2 separate regions of the Mus musculus genome follow, and region 1 is linked to region 2. The links are chromatin contacts, called in public HiChIP or PLAC-seq maps. All regions are on one chromosome and are shown on one strand. The core of a region is the stretch at or near the end of the contact, and the rest is flanking DNA. Distances in the headings are between cores, read along the strand shown. Region 1 holds the start of Peg10 (paternally expressed 10). Region 2 overlaps Ppp1r9a (protein phosphatase 1, regulatory subunit 9A).

What was found. HiChIP or PLAC-seq counts read pairs in DNA pulled down with a chosen protein or histone mark.
Region 1: an H3K4me3 HiChIP or PLAC-seq map of embryonic limb bud shows a contact between it and region 2, with 4 times the contacts expected there. The contact joins the promoter of Peg10 here to the enhancer-like site in region 2. A contact is called at or near these places in 4 of 39 promoter capture datasets (embryonic stem cells, hippocampal neurons, liver and 1 more), 6 of 484 Hi-C or Micro-C datasets (embryonic fibroblasts, embryonic stem cells, forebrain and 1 more), 8 of 115 datasets of contacts at active chromatin or transcription factors (embryonic hindbrain, embryonic limb bud, embryonic stem cells and 2 more) and 2 of 9 other capture datasets (adipose tissue and pancreatic islet).

What each region holds. Positions count from the first base shown.
Region 1 is chr6:4,742,985-4,750,769 of GRCm38.p6, reverse strand. Peg10 (paternally expressed 10) reads right to left here and starts at 3,464. Exons shown (of 2, transcript NM_130877.2): 1 at 3,192-3,464. It overlaps Sgce (sarcoglycan, epsilon), which reads left to right and starts at 3,566. Exons shown (of 11, transcript NM_011360.3): 1 at 3,566-3,790. The coding sequence starts at 3,682.
Region 2 is chr6:4,977,329-4,984,195 of GRCm38.p6, reverse strand. All of the region lies in intron 2 of Ppp1r9a (protein phosphatase 1, regulatory subunit 9A), which reads right to left. Among named protein-coding and RNA genes, the nearest start is that of Gm52886, 74 kb to the left of the region's middle. Within about 2 kb of position 1,370, at least 72 of the 459 cell types and tissues checked have an H3K27ac peak or open chromatin away from gene starts, as enhancers often do. A contact at or near this core is called in embryonic limb bud, embryonic stem cells and forebrain, where this site is marked.

The sequences.
Region 1 (7,785 bases), core at 2,215-4,714, 240 kb after region 2:
TATCTGTGAAATGTAATTTGCATATATTTTCCAATGTTTTGAATCTCTTTAATATGCAGATAAAATTCCCAAAGCAAAGCATGCATTTCAAGCTGTAATTATAAGCATATATTTCCCACAGATAGTTATACACTAGGGAGGGGCACTAGGAAGGCAGGAGATTGGGGGAGCAAAAGCCCCCTATTTCTCTCTTTAACAAAACTCTGGCTCATAGTAAATAATATGGAACCAGATTTTTTTTTTTTAATTTCTTCATTAATTTAGAAACATTTCTATTTGGCTTCTCTGTAAATTACACAGATGTTTAATTAAGCCAGTTGTAACCATTTCTGTCCTGCAATGTAACCACCCTGTTATATCACATGAATTTGAAATGTCAATATGTAGCATTAATAACCCACTTGCCCCAAATTTAAATTAGCTTTTTATGAAAAAAGCTAATTACTTGGGACACCAAATAATTAGCTTTTTATGAAAAAAGCTAATTACTTGGGATAACAAATAATTAGCTTTTTATGAAAAAAGCTAGTTATTTGGAATATAATTTAGTTGGTTCATATTATAATTACAGCTTACAATACTGAAGTTCAAAACCATACTTTTTTAAAAAGAAACTTTTAAATGTGTTTTCAAAAGGGCCAGCAACTCAACTCAGGACAGCAAAGCTCCTTAAGAAAAAGGAACAAAATTTCAAAAAACTTGAAGTCCCGCAGCAAGACAATGAATAATTAATTTATTCTGGCCATTTAACACACATTTAATAAATCCTTACTATGTGCCAAGCACACTTTACTATATGTAGGCAGGTCAGCCAGGGCTAATCACCTAGAATGTTTAAGAAATAACAAAAACAACAACAACAACAATGACAAACCTTTTCTATTCTAACAAACATCTCTCTCAGAAGCCAAGCCATGACACTAAAGCCCCTGAAAACTCCTAAGAAACACAGTGCTAGTCACCTCTGGCTTTGTATTTTCCAAAGCATTTAATTCCAGGAAGTCCAATGGTGTCTTGATCAAATAATTAAATATGAAAATATTTTTAAATTTAATTTTTAATTTAAAATAAGTAATTGCCTTCATTGCTTCAAGGCATCAGTTAGGCCTTTTTAAAAGTTCCCATATCCCCCACTATCAGGAGTTTTAATTGTGGGATCTTTTTATTTAATAATGCAATGCACTTATTAAAAGTGCTTATGCATGTTAGGTATACTTATTATTATTGTTGTTAATTATTCTTATTATTCTTCTATTTACTAGACACCTGTGGACAAAAAATAAAACCGCGCAACAGAGAAACCGCAGGGAGGCGGGGCTGTGCAGCCAGGCTCAGACAGGCAGAGGCGCACATGCGCACTGGAGGCAAACCTGAAGGGAGGGGTTGCAGCCCGCATTGCGCAGGCGCAAGCAGGCTGGGGGAAGGCGGGGCTCTGGGCCACCTTGGAGGAGCTCTGGGAGGAGCTGAACAGTAAGAGAGGCGGGGCCTTGGGGGCGGGGGCTAGGCAGGCCACCTCAGAGGAGGCGGGCCTTGGGGGTGGGGACCAGGTAGGCTGGCTCTAAGGCGTCAGCACTTGGGAGGTTGGGCCTGTGGAAGCATGTTCTGGAAAAGCGCGCGACAGGCGAGGCGCGCGGCCTCTCTGCAGATGAGGCAAGGCTAGATGGGCGGGGCAGGTCTGAGACTGGCTACAACAGGGCTGCAGAATGACTGCATGCCTCCCCCCGCCCCCCTACCTCCCCAGACCCCTCCCACCAGCTCCCAACCACCAGATCCCTTCCGTGCAGCAAGAGTGAATCCCCCACCTCCCACCGTCCCATCATCTCCCACCTCCCATCATCTCCCACCTCCCATCATCTCCCACCTCCCACCTTGGCTTCGTGCCCACCCAGAAAACCGGACAGTTTCCACAAACTGTTGCTGGACACCCATTCGTGTCCCCAAGTCCAGTGCACCGTCACCGTCACCTCAATCAATCACCACTAGACAAGGCAGGCCATTCCGCCATCTCCAAAATCCAGCACCCCTCCACTCCACTGCCATAAGCAGGAGTTACGTGGGCAGAATGTTAAAACCAATTTTGGCCTCCCAGGGCTCCATTTTGTTTACCACCAGCACCACCACCATCATGCAGATAGCCGTCCGACAGGAAAACGGAGCCAGTTTTGACCCGAAAGGTGAACTGTGTTGTCCCCTCACCAAGGAGAGATACGTTCTCTCGTCTTCCCAACGCTACTTTCTGTGTCACTTAAGAGGCTGCAGGTCTTATGCCTGTGCCGCAGTTTGTAGCGCATTTTCTAAATTCACTCTTGTTGCGCTTTTGCGTTTGGTTACTCTCCTGCAGCTTTCCAAATTGAATACGTGAAACACGAATCGGTTTTGGGTATCACCGTAGTTCGGGCTGGTTTGTGGCGCATGAAGCGCCCCGTTCGCCCCGTTCACAGGTTCGCCTGTTCGCCCGTTTCATTTGCTCGTTCGTACGCTGAAGCGCATGAAGCGCCCATTAGTACAGTGAAGCGCATGGCGCGCCCATTAGTACAGCGAAGCGCATTAAGCGCTCATTAGTACATCGTAGCACATGAAGCGCCCATTAGTACAGCGAAGCGCATGAAGCGCCCATCAGTTCGTAGCGTGTGAAGTGCCTATGAGTATTTTGTAGCGCATGAAGCGCCTATGAGTATTTTGTAGCGCATGAAGCGCCTATGAGTATTTTGTAGCGCATGAAGCGCCTATGAGTATTTTGTAGCGCATGAAGCGCCTATTAGGATTTTGTAGCGCATGAAGCGCCCGTTAGTTTATCACAGCGCAAGACGCGGCCGTCTGCAGTGCAATCCGTTCGTAGCGCGGCACTTAAGAGTGCAGAGCCAGTCACTTTGCAGCGTATTTGGGGAGCTCATCACAATTCGGTCAGTAGCTCATGTGCGTCTGCAGCTCATCGCTGTCCGCAGCTCATGTGTCTACCGACCATTTCTGGACGCGAGTCGTGGAAACCGAATTCGCGGACCCGAAGCCGTGAAGACTTGCTTTCCACGCTCTCGTCTCAGGATCTGGCCACTGAAGGCTTGACAAAATTTGCGAGGAGATATTTTGGGGGGCGCTACTTTTATCTCCCGCAGCTCCCGATGTAAAACGGGGATTGCGTGTGACCGTTTTCTTGGAGTTAAAAAAAAAAAAAAAATCCTAACCATACTCACCACACGAGGATTCCTCTGCGATGCCACGAAGGATGAGGGGTCCCGCGACGGCCCGGTCCACTGGGTGACCGCGGTCCGGAGAAGGCTCCGGACCGCAGCCCGCGCAGCAGACCTAGGCGAGGCTCGGTGGACCTTCTCGGTTGGCTGCTCTCCCCAGGTCGTAGTTGGTCAGGATTCTTCGACACACACCAACTCAAGTTGGAAACGCGTGTATCGGGAGTCCGGACTGCTTGCCTTATATAGAGAGATCCTAGGAGGGGGGGCGCCAAATCCCAGCGTGCTTCGCGAGCAGCGGGGGCGGAGGGGGGCGCGTGGGCGGGCGCCTTGGGGGATGGGGTGGGGGCGCGGCATGCACTGCTTTGGCCCGCCGCTAGGGGCAGCATGGGCTCAGGAAGGGGGGGTGCGCGATGCTGAACTGGCCAAGCTGGGAGGAAAAAAAGAAAGGGAGGGGAGGGGAGGATCGAGGACGGTTGGCTTAGGCAGGCCAAGAATGCTATTATTCTGGTGGTGGGAGCTGGGAGACCCTTGTGCTTGGACGGGAAAGGGTCGGGGGACACTCAAGATGAGCCCCGCGACCACTGGCACATTCTTACTGACAGGTTAGTGGCCTGCGCGCGACATGGAGGTTCAGGGGCCCACAGGCCGCCGCCTCACACTCCCCCACTCGGGTTCCGGGGTACCAGGGCGTGCCCAAAGGGTGCTAGTCCCGCTCTATGCCCAATGCCTCCCCCTCACAGCACCCCTCTTTCAGGACACCCTGCAGCCCACCTTTTGGGCCAAGTGGGTCCCTCCCCAGGCTTGACCCCTGGCCTTCTCTTTCTCTCTGCACCCCCACGGCCCCTCCCTGTCCAGCAGGGCAGGAATTCAGCTCCAGTTTCCATTAAGAAGGGCGCCCCTCCTCGCCCCCCCAGCCTAGTGGTGGACATCTTCTGATCCCTGAAACAGACTTGGGGGGTCGTTGCCCCTCGGGGTGGGGATGGGGGTTTTATCCCACAATTGAGACTCCCTGGCCTAGATGTGAACCAAAGGACATGTCTGGCCAGCTGCTTTCTCTCTTACACAAAGATGTACATCTTTTCTCATTTTCTGGGATCTGGTTGAGAGAGAAAAAGACCACCAAAATGTGACATTTAAAAGATCGAAGCCCCCCCCCCCCCGCGCGCTTTTTTTTTTTTTTTTTTTTTAAAGCATATTTCCTGGTGGCGCGAACCTGATTTTTCCTTAGGTTTTACCGAACACGGAAGCAGGATCATGAAATTCTGGGAGCCAAACGGCGGTGTGCAGGTCAGGGTCAACCATGGCTGGGGGCCAGAGATGCTGCAAACAGCACCCATTGCCCTACTAAATACGTTACGAAGGGAAAGCAAGAACAATTGAAAACAGCTGTGGATGCTTCCAATGTTCTTGGCGGGCTTTGGAAGCCTTCAGCTACGGACTTTGTGAGGTTTACACGGAGACCTCAGCTTCCCCCCCCACCCCGCGCCGTTTTATGTTTCTAAATCTTGTGGGTGAATGAATGTTTTGGGGAGCAGTAACTGTAGGTTCAAACCTTTGAAACAGGTCACCGAGACTCAGCTCCAAGCATTTCCTTGGCTTGAAACATAAACCTGTAAATTTTTTTTGTTTGTTTGTTTGTTGTTGTTGTTTTGTTAGAGAAATTTGCAAAGGAACAAGGCATTCAAATACTGACTGGGAAAGGATGTTAAATAAAACCTTAATTCGGATTCCCACCTAAGCTGCTCAAAGTCTTAGGTGCTGAGAAAATTAACAATCTGTTGCTAATCTTTGTCAAAAAAGTTAAGGTTAAAAGGAAAATCAAATTGTCTACAACTGAGTTAGATTTATAAATCACAGATGAAACATATTTGTTTTTTAAAGACTAAAACTGAGCATATTTCAGCAATACTTCTGCAGCATTTTTTTTCCTTAAAGGAAAAACAAGACTTTGACCCATTGTGAACGACAGGACCCTGCGCTGTACAAAGCATTAAGCTTTTTAGCACTAAGCAAAACTCATTCATTTCCTGGGAATCTACTTATTAGAAATTAAATGTTGACCTCCAGAAATAAATAAGTGCAGATTTCCAAGAGCAAAGGACATTTATCTAGGAAATTGGGCGAACATAATCATTACTTTTAATTTAAAAGTGTTTATCCTTTTCTGCAAGACAGACTGATTCCAGGATTTTAAAACAATGTTTATTTAACAGTCCCTGTTCCGGTGACTGCGGGACTCTCATATGCTTACGAGCAATTTCTTTCACCCTCAAAGTTAATTCACCAAGCTGTTCACTGAGAGCTTTTTAAGAGTTCACTTTTAAAAAACTGACACTTACAGAAAACATGGATCTAAAAAGTAAGGAAAATTCAAGTTTTAAAAATCACCCATCTTTCAGAGCTTAAATTTATTTGACTTTTTCATTTCAAAATGTTAGCCAGTATTTTTATTTTTTGATTGATTGACGGCCTAAAAAATAGATATGGCTTTGTTGGTACTTGTGTAATAATAGTAATTCTCTCTCATGGTCCAAGTTCCAGAAGGTACCTTACTAAGGCAACCAAGATCACCTGTGACATCCTTGGCTTGCTCTGGTGTCGGCAAAGTGCGGTTTGCCCTTCCAGACTTCCCTCTATGCTTACAGAGGGATCTAAAGAATATGGGTTTTTATAGGGTTGTATATACTTTTTTTTCTCAAAATTAAATATTGAATCAAATTAATTTCTTCCCCTGTTTTCTTTCCAAGTAGTGGATTTTGAGCATCAAATAATACTAATTTTACAATTTTCTTTAAAAATAAGCAACATTAAATTAATATTTCCTGATTGAGGTATATGAACAGCAACAACACCTAAGTATTTCAAACCAACGAGCTGAGCCGTGGCTCCCCGCCTCAGGATTATCACATGGAGATATAATTCTGATCAATATCCTTGATGCTTTTTAATGCTTGATACACCTTTTTTTTTTTTAACTTTATTCAAATTATAGTTCTCCTAGGGAAAAGGCAATAGCAGCTGTTTAGGTAAAACTTTCTTGCTAGCTGAAAGAACAAACAATATTTAAGTGAATAGACAAAATTAATTGACACTTGAGCATTTAACTAACATTAAATACCAATATGTCCTAATACTGATAGATTGATAGATAAGATCTTAAGCACTTATGGTATTTACTATCCAGGTGACTTTTAAGATTTTTTTCCCCCGTGTGGATTATTTTGTGCCGGCTTTTCACAAGGGTGAGTGAAGCTACGCCGTGTTACTATGCATCGTTCACTTCACTAGGTAACTAGCTGCTCTTTGTATTGGAACATTTTATCCATTTTTGAAGAGTGCTCAGGAGCTATCATCTCTTGCTTTACCACCATTTTTAGTTCAGAGTGGAGTGACAGAACTCTGTATTAACACTAAGCAGGATTTTGACATCGCACATCTTCTGTTTATACATTTTACCTATTTTGTGGCAATTTGCCCCGTATCTATGAAGCTGTTGATTTATCTCTTATATTTAGGATAAGTTCTAGAGGAGTAAGAAGGTTTATAGTTCAAAGCTAAGGTAGAGATTTCACAAGACAAATAATAGACTACCTATTTGGGCATTTTATCCTTTTTTAATGAGAAATTGATATTGATATGGATATGAATGTGCTTATTTTCTGCCTGTAGTTGGCTTAGCTTCTAGGGTACTAGGAGTAAATCATTTCTAAACAAGATAAAGATTTCACTTTTGAAAGAGTAACTAAGGTTTGAATTGGGTTTTTTTTTTTTTAATCTGTTATTATAACAGCTTGCCATAAATCTAGCAGCTATTGGTTTATCTTGTGTATATATAGCATAACTTCATTTGTGGAGTAAATTATGTCTCTCAGCCAGCTGGAATTTTCACTTGTCTCACAGACTTTACAGACGGCAATGAACACACCATAAAAACGGGCTAGAGATAACCTGAGTGTGACAGATAGCCCGAGTTCAGCTTCAAACACTAGTTTCCCATGGATGAAAATCACCCTTAAAGAAAAGGCTAAAGCAGCAAAGACATGCTGGGTTTTTAAAAATGTTTCAAGTTAAATACTCAGATTGTTTGTGGATCTGATAAGCACAGTGCTTACACATGATGCTTCTTTCCCTCCACAATTAGTCCACACTCCGTTTCTTTTCTATTTGTCCTGTTTGTCCACACAGTCTATCCTACCTGATCTTTTTTTTTTTTCATCTTTACATTTTCATAGTCTCTATTCTAAACATCTAAATATACATCCTGTTTATTATTTATTTTATTTCAGAGTCTCAGTGTGAAAAAGGACCCCATCTAATCAGATGACACGGGTTGGGTTTGTCTGTTCTGTACTTGGGCTAGAAGGGAACCTTTGTACTTTGCTCTGTTTTTGGTTCCTATCCCCTGTTTTCCATATGTTCCTAACCTGTCAAACAGAGAAAGGCAGACAGATAGAGAGATGAACTGCACACACACACACACACACACACACACACACACACACACATGGGTGCGCGGGCACATCATCCAGACTTCTTTTTCTAAAATGCCGTATCTTGTTTTCTAGTCTACTCTTAACTATGTTATCAGCTTATTAAG
Region 2 (6,867 bases), core at 121-2,620:
CTGCTGGTGGCTTGAATCCCAGAGCTGGGATCTAAACATGGGAACATTTGCAAAAAGAGATTTAATCTTAGAACTGAAGGATAATCTGAGACAGGGGACAGAGTAAGTGATGGTCGAGATAGGATGCAGCCCCAGATCCTTCTACACAGCCAATGTCACGGGCAACACACAGCGATACAGTGCATGAGCACAAGACTACTCAAGCTGCCACACTCGGGAACACTTTCTGCCCTTCAGTAACAATAAAACAGATAGACGCAAGGTATGTCAGCAGCAATGAATATCAGTTCTGATTCTCAACGCGTGAACTGGAAATAAGAAGTCAAAATGTGGCCCAAATAATTTTGCTCAAAGCAAACAACTATGGTCTATATAAAAACAGAGTTTTGACATAGGCGACTCCAGGACTTGGTTAGGTAATATTCCATACGTGGGCATTAATTGTGACAATTTTAACAACAGCATGTCATGAATCTGCCATACCTAGTAGTTATTTACCAAACTTACTAAGAAAAACAAGTCATAACACACATGGCTTTTATAATTACCTAGAACTAAACAGGCCTTCTGGGCTCCTTTTATTCAACTATGATAAAACTGTTAAATATCATTTCAAATTGTGTTTGAATTGTTTACAATTTAATACCATAATTAATTGCCTGGTATGAGAGGGACATAGGTTATGAAGATAGATACCATGAAAGGGAACAAGAGGAAGTGAGAGGGTAGGGTAAGGCAAAAGAATATGTAACACGGAAGCAGAAAGGAAGCCCGAGGGGAAGTGGGATATTGGAGGGGGGAAAATCGGGAGTGGGGACAACAGAAACATCTTGGTTGAAAATGTCAACATGGAAGCTAGGTAATACTTCTCTGAATGCTAATGAAAATCTGACTGACTTCCAATGGGCTCAAAACTTGCCCACATTTCAGAACACCAGAAAGGTTCCTTCACACAAGACTTGCTAATAGTGATAGCAAGGGTGCCATTCAACGATGTTTACCCTCCTTTAAGGCTTATGGCCTTGCCGTATGAAAAAGACCGTGACAGCAGTGTGAGCGGGAAGGACTTGGTAGAAAGAGCACACAGAGCCTCTATATGTCTGTGCTCATCAATGCTCCAGTGTCTAGGACAGCGTTTGGGAGCACCCTCCCAGAGGCAGAAAGGATTAAATGAGGCTCTTCAAGCAGAAGGCTCAGCTGTGATACATGCACCCAAAACAGAAGCTGTTTGCCTTGGCTCTTTAAGAATACCTTCTGAGGCTTTCTTGGGACCGACTGGCAAGCAGACTGCTCACACGGAACTCCTTGTTTGCTCAAGCATGGGTGAAAGAGTGAAAGCACAACGTTTGCTCAGCAAAGCTACCTTCCTGCTGCAGGCTCCACTCAAAGAGGCCATTATGTCAATGCAGCCCCACCTCACGCTACCGCTGCAGTGCCCCATTCCTGTCGCCAGGGAACATCTGGGTGCCAAACTCATTTGTGTATGTTAAACAGAATGGTCTTTGTGTATTAAGTACACTAGAGTAGAACTCAGGAACATATTTTGAGTGTTAAACCTCAAAGAAGGCATTTGTTTTTAATATATAAAAAAGCAGATTTGTTTGAATCTTGCACAGAAAACTTACTGTCTATTTAGACAACCACAGTATCTTTTTTATAATCCTAGAAAGCATATCTGATATTTAAATCACTGTGACTTCAAATTAAAATTTACCTAAGCTAACTACATGTATATGAATACTACATTAAATTTACTATCAACTTTTTGCAAGAGTGAGACTATGCTGCCCTGATCATTCTGCCTCCATTTCCAAAATATTGCGAAAACAGAATGTGTCACATTTTATTAAATTTTAAATTTCCTTTCAGCAGAGCATTTGTGATCAATATTTTAAGTTATTCCAAATATTTACTATAAAATGCAAATTCACGTTTTATATTTTCTTTTAATTTTATCTATATTCATGATTATAAATCCTAGCTAATCCAGACTGGATTTGCACCTTTGATTTGCTTTTACTCTGACTAGTCAACATGGCATCAGAGAACCACATTATCTGAAAAGACTAAACATGATCTCTGCTTAGATACTGTTGATCTGCTTCTAGTGCTCCAAGACAATGCAGCATAGTAAAGATAATTTATCCACAGTCACAAGATAGAATTCCAAAAAGGCCCTGTGATGATCTCTCAGGGCTCTAAATTTACAAGGCAGGAAAGAATGAAATACAAACTCTGGAAGCTTATTCTAAAGTCTAAATAAATGAAAATAAATGACATTAAAAGTGCACTCGGTGGAGAGAACTCATGGAAAGCCATAAAACGCACAGGAAGCAAAGACAAGTGAAACTCTTTTATATGACACAGCTGAACCTACAATTTCTCAAAAACAAAACAAAATATTTGAAATATTTTCATTTGTCTATGTCTTAAGACTCAATTTGAAGTAGTCAAATGAGTTCGGATCATATCCAGCCAAGAAGCCATCCTTACCATCATACCTGTCCCCTGCATGCTGGTTCTAAATCTCTACTGTCAACATAACTGGATTCTGTCATTATGACTGGATTCAGAGTCACCTAAGAAACCACATCTGAGCATATTCGTGAAGCCTTTCCAGAGAAGGTTAACCAACGGGGAAAGCCCCATCCTAGTGTGGAGAGAGTACCTTCCCATTAGGATGAGGTTTTGGGTTAAAATTATAAAAAGATGGTAAGAGGAGGCACCAGCTAAGCATCAATCTCTGTCTCTGCTTCCTGACTCCAAACAAAATGCAACCAGCAGACGCATGTTCATGCCGTCACAGCTAGAGCCTCTCTCTGCCACTCCTTCCCCAGGATGGACCATCTACCCAATTAGTGATCCACAACAAGCCCTTCCTTCCCTCTGCCTTCTGCTGCTTCTATCAGTATCTCGACAATCCACCTCGCAAAGTGGCTAGTGCATCTTTTATAATCCATTCTCTACCCCCAGAGCTACACAAAACTGTCCAGCTTTATGCCACTGAAGAATTCTTTAGATTTTCTAGAGCTATGCCTAAGTAGTATGTTCAACACACGTTCCTTTGTGGGGAGTTTCATTTAAATGCAATTTGGGATTGATGGATGAGGCTTACTTCTTTTTGTTGTTGAGAATTGGACCACCGAATAGATAGAACACTGCTATCCACTCCCTTCATGATGACACTTGGGTTGTTTCCAGTTTTGACTACTACAAATAAAAGATGTGTGTGAATATCACATCTATGTGGGTACACTCTTGTCCCTCTTATGTCCACAACCAGGAATGGAATATGCCTTGGAGGCCAGGTGATTAACTTTTTAAGCAATTGTCATATTAAATATTAAATGATGCTCATATTGACATTCACCCCAACTCTGTGTCACTGCTCCTATGACTCCATCTGCACGCCCTTCTAATGGTGCATCTAATGATAGGGACACTGTAACTTTACCACTAATTTCTCTGATGCCAGATTATGCTCATAAACCTTTTATATGCCATGGTCCTTTATTAAATATGATTTTATAATGCCCATAACTGTTTCCACTTCTCACTTCCCATCCAAGGAACTCTATGAGAAAGTTCTTGAGTCTCCCTCTGCCCCTGGAACCCTGACTTTGTCTCTTCAGAATGAAGAAAGCTTTTGTTTGTTTGTTTTTTGGTTTTTGTTTTGTTTTGTTTTGTTTTGTTTTTTCCTGTTCTTTGTATCTGGAGTAGAGCTCAGGGCTTCCTGCTGGGTATCTTGTCACTCCAGTACTAAACCACAAGCAAGCTAAGCCCTAAAGCTTTCTTTACATCTGAAAAGCTCAGTTCAAAGGAAAAAGAAAAGCAAAGGAAAAGACACTGCAGGTTGTGACCTTGAGAGAAGGTTTGAGCTGCAGTCAGGACAACTGCTTCCTCCATTTGGAGATGTCCTTTTGTCCTGGAGGCGAGCCTGACTAAGTGACATCTTGATGCATATGCCCCACACTGTTACTTTCCAACTGGTCATACATCCCCTTACACTAGCTCCTAAGTTGTACTCCACATAGCAATGAAAGAAAGACAGCGGCCTGAAACGAACCAGCAGTTCTTTCTTTTTTCACAACAGAATTCAAATGCAGGCCGCACAGCTGAAGGGAAACCTGCTCAATCCGATATTCAGATATAATCCAATATCCGTGCTTCCTACACTCTTACACGTTAGCGTAACCTCCCTTTCTGAAGTCTCTTTCCCAGGTGACCTTAGTCGTGCCTTTCATTAAAAGGGAGTATACTGTCATGCCCACTGCCAGGAACCTGCTCTTAGATCTAGTGCCCCAACCCTCACGAAATGTATTTTGCCACCTTTATTATATTCTTGATTCATTGAAAATATGGAGCTAACACCATTTTGAAGTGCTTTCTTAAAATTATGTGGCTATTTTATGTATCTTAAATTGCAGACATATACATTTATTCATATGTGTGTGTTTCCATGTGTACACTGTATATTAACCCCTTGAGCTAAGATTTTAGCTATTTTTCAAATGTTCATAGCTTTAAATGTTGCTCTACGCATTTTCCTCTAAGTCCTTCACAAGGAAGAGGAATGGATGGAAAGTGCTCTCCTGCCAAGCTAAAGCCTGACTCACTAAGTTGAGCCTCTTTTAGAATCTAAAGCCACCCAACTGTGAATTATTTTAATGGGGCAGTTGTTCCTTCTAGTAGGGTAGTTTTCAAATGCCAGGGTTGATAATAATTCCTGATTAGTAGTAAATATGTGATTAAACATTCAAATTAAATAAATAAAAATAAGAAATTATACAAGAGAATAGGGATATATAATATATCCATATATAATACACACACACACACACACACATGTGTGTGTGTGTGTGTGTGTGTGTGTGTGTATGCCTTTGTCTTATATGTATGTCTTTGTTGCATATATGGCTCCTATTTTAAAGAATCTGTGACACAGACATGAAAATATACAAATATATAGCTACTATTCTGAACCTCCATATTAAGTCTTAACTTGATAGTTCTGGTTAAAGAAGACCACAAAAACAGATAGCATCTTTATTTCCCTACAACCAGTAGCTCATAAACAGACCAAAATCTGACAGACTTTCCTACAGAAAGAAAAACCACAATCATTGAGAAAGACTAAGTACACTAAGCCACAAAAGAGACTTCCTGTAATTTCCACATTTAAAAGTACAAAATTAACTTTGACACAATTAATCTAGATATTTGTGCCTGAGACTCTTTTCAACTTTAACTATTTAGCATGAAATACTTTGGATATAATGTGCTAATATGAAAAATGTCTTTCAAGAGAGGCTAAATTCCAAAACAGCAGCATTGTTATCTCAAAGAAATTCAGACCGAGTAAATACAGTTAAATTCAAAGAGGAAACTCTGTCTGGGGCTACATTCTCTTAGACAGAGACCAATTCATGTCTCTCCCTGCTTACAGTGTGCAATTCTAATCTTGGTGATATTTTATATTTTTGGGGATATTTGTAAATATCTAAATAAATGCAGGCCAATGCAACATAATTTTTCCCTTAACAATATTTATCTATAAATTATAAAATGGTAAACTGAGAAGGAGGAAAAGGAGGAGGAGGAGGAAGAAGAGGAAGAAGAGGAGGAGGAGAAGAGCAACAATGCCAAGGTCCTCTAACCTTTTAAAGTGATAATCTGTCTTGTGCAACAGTAAGCACTAAGAGACAGACTTCAACTGGAGTATTACATAACCACTGCCACAAACTCATGACTAGTGGGATTCCGTGACAGACACCAAAAAGGCTGAGTAAAACTAAAAGCACAAACTCCTCTTTACTTAAAATCAGTGATAATCATCAGACTTGCAAAGGAAATAGAAAGATCAAAAATCAGATGCATTTAAAGAAAGGTGTGGACTTGAATGTCTGCCTGTGATCAGTAGTTGATGTTCATGTTCTGGAAACCGTGTGTGGTTACACCCTCTCAAGAGAAGGCTAAACCTGTGTTGTTGAAAAGTCATCTATGCAGGCTAAGGTTCTTAATAAGACACATCATTCAACAAATGGGTGAATATGAACTTCCTGTGTGTTTCTCTCATATCAAATATTTACTGCAAAGCTACTCATGCCTGCAAAACGTGAGGGGTCTTTTGCCCTATCTGGTAAGAAATAACTGCTTTCTTACTAGACCATTCTGCTGCCTGTCTTCCTTCTTACCTGGCTAGCTGCATAGCTTGTAGAAAGAAATCACATACCACGTATACTATCTAGCATACTAGCTAGCACCTCCAAGAATCAGCAGCCTATGAATATATGATTACTCCCCTTGCTTCAGGTAGATTTCAGTAATTCTCAACTCTGAGTTTCTTGGCCAGCACCTGCAAGAGGATCCTAATTAGGCAAGAGAAGAGAAAGCTGAGAGTAAGCAGAAGCAAGCGAGCAGGCAACATGCACGCATTCCTTGCCACCGCTCCAGCTTACAGACTATCATGTGAGCAACTGTGTGAGCCCCTGCATTGACTCCCCCACAGGATAGACTTGGAATTGTAAGTCAAATAAAGCCTTCACACCCCTATGCTGTTTTTTTTGTCAGGGTGTTTCATCACAACAACAGAAAGTAAAGAGGAACACAGCACTCATCAAGAGAGCAGGCTGGGAAACAACTTTCTCTAGGGAGTCTAAAACAAGAGCCCATCCACGCCTCTCTCCTTCCCTGGGATAGCTGCTGCCATGAACGCACATTCTCACCAACAGAACAAATGAAATGTGAGGGGAGTATATGCCCCACTCCAAACCACTGTGCTTGGGGGTAAAGGAGCCTCTCACGAGAGAACTTCATCCACCAGCGAGACAAGGAAGCTTACAGTGGACATGCCTCAACTCCTGACTG